Linked DNA regions of Zea mays: region 1 is linked to region 2. A link is a contact called in public Hi-C data. All regions are on one chromosome and are shown on one strand. Each heading gives the region's core, a stretch centred on a gene start, on an enhancer-like site or on the middle of the called end of the contact. The rest is flanking DNA. Distances are from core to core; before and after follow the strand shown. Region 1 has its middle 100 kb from the start of LOC103632712. Region 2 has its middle 47 kb from the start of LOC118472958.

What was found. A called contact is a pair of places that touch in the nucleus more often than the background predicts.
Region 1: a Hi-C map of tassel shows a contact between it and region 2, with 3 times the contacts expected there. The contact joins two enhancer-like sites. A contact is called at or near these places in 2 of 25 Hi-C or Micro-C datasets (ear and tassel).

What each region holds. Positions count from the first base shown.
Region 1 is chr7:112,148,705-112,152,005 of Zm-B73-REFERENCE-NAM-5.0, forward strand. No RefSeq gene overlaps it. Among protein-coding and RNA genes, the nearest start is that of LOC103632712, 100 kb to the right of the region's middle. Within about 2 kb of position 1,512, at least 15 of the 20 cell types and tissues checked have an H3K27ac peak or open chromatin away from gene starts, as enhancers often do. A contact at or near this core is called in ear and tassel, where this site is marked.
Region 2 is chr7:111,740,856-111,743,819 of Zm-B73-REFERENCE-NAM-5.0, forward strand. No RefSeq gene overlaps it. Among protein-coding and RNA genes, the nearest start is that of LOC118472958, 47 kb to the right of the region's middle. Within about 2 kb of position 1,701, at least 17 of the 20 cell types and tissues checked have an H3K27ac peak or open chromatin away from gene starts, as enhancers often do. A contact at or near this core is called in ear and tassel, where this site is marked.

The sequences.
Region 1 (3,301 bases), core at 262-2,761, 410 kb after region 2:
GGGTACCAAAATGTGCAAACTAGTCTTAACAGGAACATGGAGATGAATCGAAGGCTTTGGGATGCTTGAGCAGTTAAATCAAATTCTAAACTCAAGTTATTAATCTTACAATTGTCTATTACTTATGATTGACACAAAGATGAATTGTCATATCATGAACTTCATATTCATCTTGAGTTAAGTTGTGTTGTAGGATCAAAGATCTCAATAATGGTGAATTAAGATCAAAACCTACAAAATGCTAAATTCTAAAGGACGGTAACATATAATCTTAAGTGTTCATTTCTTTCAATTGGTATAACCCTTGTGTCTTGAGTAGTCACATAGGAAAATTTGAAGCAGTTGAGAATGTTCTTTAAATGTTTTGCCTTCTTTTGGAAAGATCCATCTTATTATAGATTGTGTATGCTTTAATTCGTCTGTTGTTGCAATCCACATTCTATTCATGCCATAGTGTTATTTCTATCATTTAGTCTGTCGTTTGGTATATCGTTTTTACGATTGCCTAGACATAAAGAGAATGATCCCAAGCTCTTAATGGAATAAAGTGCTTCGCATGAAATTCAAATTTTTAAAGCACTCATTAATGGAACTCTCTTTATGACTAGGATGGGTTTCGTTGGGCCTCCTTTGGGCTCAACTGGATTTTTTTTATTCTGAAAACCTTTATCATTGCCAGATTAAAACCGGATGCTACCTGTGATGAGCATTCTATAGTCGTATAGTAGTCTCGTTTTGAGTTGCTAATAGTCCTAGTCAATGAACAATGATCTCTCCCTCCGTGCGTCTCAAATTTGGGTCTTGTTGTGCTGTTGTTTTGTATGTATAATCCTATGATATGTACAAAATTTGAGTAAGGGATAAAAGAATATGTTTTCGGGAGTTTCGTAGCCACCGCATGCTAGGCCCATACATATTACTCTGGTACACATTATTTGTGCAATAACCAGGAGGTTGTTCGGAGTATTTTTAATTGGTTATATAGACAACATGGTAGCTACACTACACTACACCTTATCACACCCTGAAAGCTATCACCTAGCTAGTGACTGATCGGATCATATCACACATGCATGATGCACAAAGGATCCAGCCAAACACATGCATGGTATCCATCCACAATGGGCCAGCACACAGGTGGATGAGTGGGGCCGTGGGAGTTTGCTAGTAAAGGTGAAGCAAGACTAGATGGGGAGGTTGGAGGAATTTAAACTCCCATTGCCCTAGTCTTTTCAGCCAGCCTTTCATCAATTTGGTAGTAATCTTTTTCGATGATGGGGCCGGGAGCAGGAGAGGTGCGATGGAAAGAGCTTGTGGCTAGCCGCTGCTGTTGTTCTTTCTGTGCTGCCGCGCGCTGCTGCTGCTAGCTACGGAGTACTCCTAGGCTAGCTAGTTAGGTAGGAGGAACGCAGCAAGCAAAGAATATAATCTCATTCCCATGCGTTCCGTCCAGCCCATAGGCAAAGCCATCTCCTAGCTCCTCCTCCCGTCCAATCAGAAGGAAGCACGTGGGCAGGACACGACCAGGCTTTCCCGTTCCATCCTATCTGAACACGAAATCCAAGCTATAGGTAATACAGTAGTGTAGCTAGCAACCGCTTTTGTGTCACATGCATGGATGGCCGCCTTTCCAATAGATCTGCATGGTAGAGCATGGGTGTGGCATGGCATGGATCAGGGATCAGGGTCACCCCCACCGAAGGCATTGCTTGCTATATGCTAATAGGCAGTATACATGCTTTTGATGTTGACAGGGGACGGTGGTGCCAATGACATAAAGTGATTGCCATGTTTATTCCCAAACGACACTTTTAGCCTTTTACCAAAAGAGCTTTAAGAGATAGATTCGCTAGATAATATGCCGGTCCTGTCCTCGGAGTTGTCGGTAGGCGTCAAGTCAACAGAAGAAATACTCTAAGGATGTTATGTTTCAGATGGCTCTCCCCCTTCACGTTTTTTTAACCAAATAGGCTCAGCTCCACGTAAGTCTGCTTTAAAAAAGAGTAGAGTCAAGAGAGAGCATCCAAACTTTTAGTTTTTTTTAGCTAATCTATGATAGAGTTTGTGGAGCTAAGGTTAGTCATGTTTGACTAGCTTAGTTGTTGTGTGTTTGGCTTATAACCATAGTTGTGGCAAGGTTTTTCACCTTTTGCATAAATTCCACCGGTCAATGACTTGTAAAAATGTGGCAAGATTTCCTTTGACATTGCCAAGATGTGGTCGACAATTTGTGCGCCTAACCTTAGGCAAATGTGGAACAAAAAATATATAGCAATCTGTGGCACACCTTAGACATACAACCAAACACGCCAAGTCTCTAGCTATGGTTTCAGGCCAAGGATATAAAAGCGATTGAAGAGCTTCGATCTTTGTTCATTGAATCCTCATCGGACTACTTTGACTATCCATAGTTGAATCAAAAGTACATGGTGCTGAAGGTGATAGAAGCAAAGATTCGGCTGCGACGGCGAAAACCTTCCTCTACAAGTGATGCCTAAAAGGAGCCTCAGCTAAGAAAAGATGTGCATGCAGGCCTGTATGATGAAAATGTCATAAATTCACATCTCCAAGTATGGAGCTCTACTACATAAGCGAGAGGGGTAAAAAATTGTAATTTCATGGGAGGTTGTATAGGAGCTCGATCATGTAAATAGTTTACAATATAACTACCAAAACGGATCGGACCTTAATTTGACAGAATTTGTGCTTGTGGTTGTCCTCATGCCGTCGCGAGAGCTATCAGAGGCATAATTTATAATTCCAAAATTTATGTTTGTGATGGTTAATGTCTTTTATTTTTCTGTGTGCTCATGGTTCACATTTACTTATATTGTATGCTTCTTGTTGGAACTGTTACTTGATTTAAAAGTCGTAATAACCTCGCTCGAAGATGTCTGAATGATTATGCTTGTAAATGAAGAATGACATTCATCAATCATCAATGGATACATGGATAACGATTAGTCCGTTTCATTTTACCGGCCTCCTCTCCTCCTTTCGAAATATGAAAGGAGCAGATAATATATCGACATAATCATGTGTTGTGCTATTGTTGTTCTTTTGGAATTACTAATAGGTCTCCAACGACCTTCTTAGCAACTGATTTAATGAATAAGGTGTGTACCTCTTAGTTTCAAACGTCCATCCATATTATTCGCTAGAACTAAACAACCCCCATATGAGTGTGTGTGGGTGTTTGTTAAATATGTGGGCACTGCACAGATAGATTCCGAGCGGCCATAGATGGAGACCACAGGAAATAGGTCCATAGGACATCCGGTGTGTGTGTGCAGGGGTGGTC
Region 2 (2,964 bases), core at 451-2,950:
TATAACATACATGTGTTCTATGCCTTTGATCATGTTACTTCATGCATTTATATGAATTGTTACTTATTTATGGTGCTCAAGTTGTGCAAGGGATCCCCGGACCTCACAAGTCCATGTGTGAATGATGCACATATTTAGGGGGAGATGTGCTACAACTTGACCCTTTGATACTAATCTGTTTGTTTGAGTATACTTGATGTAGTCTCAAAGGTGCATTGAAAGGGAAAGGTGAACTTGGACAATGAAAAGACTTCCACTGCACTCCGGTATTAGTGTACTCACCTCCAAGTTCATACTTATGCTCTCATTGCCTTTTTGCTCTTAATTGACATTTTTGGTGAGGCAATGGGGTTAAAGGGCCAATAATGATTCTGTTTTGGTGCTTAATGCCAAAGGGGGGGAAATTAAGGCCAAAGCAAATGGATCAGCTACCACTTGTTAATTTCAAAAATAATAGAGTTTGAATTTTTGATTTATACAAAATACTCTTATTGCAAAATTTGGTCTCTTGTGGGGGAGAATTTTGATTATGGGAAAAAGGAGGAGTTTTTGGCACTTGATCAATTTTACTCTTGGAATAACTCTTTATGTGCTCAAACAAGTGTGTTTGACTTAGAAATAGGAAAATGAATTTGATTTGCAAAAACAAAACCAAGTGGTGGCAAAGAGCGATCCTAATATGCCAAATTATAGTAAAAAACAATTTGGTCTTCAATTGCATTGATGTTGCACTTCTTTTGGTTGCTTTTGGTTGTGTTGGCATAAATCACCAAAAAGGGGGAGATTGAAAGGGAAATGTGTCCTTGGGCAATTTCTATAATGTTTTGGTGATTAAGTGTCCAACACATTTAGTTGAGTTCTAATGTGCAAAATAAAGAGAGAAGTGGAAATCAAGGAAAAAGGTATGTTTCTAGACTTGGTAAATTGTTTTGTGTACTAACATGGTTATCCAAGTGCTAGAAATAGTGACTAAAGAAGAAGAAAGAAAAAAGGGAAAAGCTTGGCTCTATGCAGCCAATCCTTAGCTCGGTGTGGCACACCGGACAGTGTCCGATGCGCCAGACTGGTCCACGTGAAAGGGCCGCTCTCGGGACTCGACGGCGGCGTACGACTATAATTCACCGGACCGTCCGGTGGTGCACCGGACTGTCCGGTGAGTCATCCGCGGCGAACTCGTCGCCCTCATTAAAAGCAAAGGGGGTAAAATGAAGTTTCCAAACTAGCCTTTAGTGTTAATGAACTTGTAAAGGTACACCAAACAGTAAAAAATAGTTAGGGCTGATTTGACAACTCTATTTTTCTAAGGGATTCTTATTTTCGCAAGAAAAAATTAACTAATTTTCCTTAAAAAAATAGAAACCTCTTGGAAAAATGAGGATGACATGGATAAAAATTAGGCAAATTTGTATATTAATAGTATGAGTATTATCTTTGTCCATGTTCTTTAAGATTTCTGGGTCCGCGCCACTGAAGAGACTAGTACATACCAAACGGTTTTATGGGGACGTTTCGTTATATTTCTTTTTCTTTTTTTTTTGACTCGCCTAGCTTGGCAAGCAAAAGGAACTCCTTGTCCTTGGTGCGCACGTGAAACAAAAGCTGAATAATCTTGTCGTCGAAACCCGGCCCAGGCCCCAGGTCCATATATTTGGACTTACGTAACGTCGGTGTCAGCCCTCCCAAACCAGCCCATCTGTCCAACGGCCTACTGGGCCGCGGGCGACACAAACGGACCGTGCGTCCCTCTCTCCCTCCTCGGTTACCCTATCGGAGAGAGAGACACAGAAGTCAGAAAAGTGGCAGGTGGTCAAAGGCCCCCGAACCCAATCAAGGCAATCATCGCTCGGTTTCCGTTCCGTTGGACACCTAGTATACAGCTGCTGCCTGCCCCCTGTCCAGCCCTGGGTAGCCCGTAATCCAGGTGCGCTACAGTGTACTACTAGTACAGCCGTGACGAGAAGTACTCCGTAGTAGAGTAGTGTAGTCCTAGGCGGAGTAGCCCTCGCAATTACACCCTGCGTACCCAACGCACCGTGCCGCTTTGCTCTTTGGGGCGCGCGCTCGCTTCGTTGCTACGTACTAGTCGTCTCGTCCCTGGCTCCCTGCCCTGCGGCTTTAGCCTGCGCCGCTGGCTACGCCGGTGGGCTTGCTCGCTCTTGCTGACACTACGACCGTCGTCCACTGATTCGCTTCTCGCATGCACGACCGTTGCATGGCATGGGGCATGGCGACAGGCGGACAGGCGCTTCGACCGGGAACAGTTTCGGCGTGGTCCCCGTGTCAAATGCACACACAGCTGATCTAAGATTAAATTGTCAAAAAAAAATAATTACTAAGAACACTAGCTAGTTCAGTAGTACACTACTGATACTGTGATGAATAAATAAGAGAGGAAATGAAAGTTGTGCGCTTGGTTTCTACTGCCATCCTTAATGCGATGTTCTGCTCGCTGTACACTACCGAATCCATGGCTTTGCCGAGTACTCGGCACTTTGCCGAATGCTTTTTATCGGGCACTCGGTAAAGAAACTTTTATCGAGTGTCGCACTCGGTAAAGTCCCCCTCTCGGTAAACAACGCGTTTACCGAGAGCAGGACTTTCGGCATAGAAATACACTCGGCAAAGATATCTTTACCGAGAGTCAAGCACTCGGCGAAGGTGGCGCTCGGCAAAGGGTCGTCAGCGGCCGTCTAAAGTTGACGGCCGTTAACCTTTGCCGAGGGCCGAGTGTCAACCTGCAGACACTCGACAAAGAATTATTTGCCGAGTGTCATCTTTAAACACTCGGTAAAGTATATTTTTTTTTCTTTTCCCAACCAAACTTTTTGTGGTATGTTCCTACACTATGTAGACCTACATGTACCATTTTGGCACAATTATAAAAGTGTTTCCTATAACTATTGGATTTAGTTCGGTTAATGGAATTTTCTTATATAATTCAGATTTGAGCTGCAAGTCACTCGA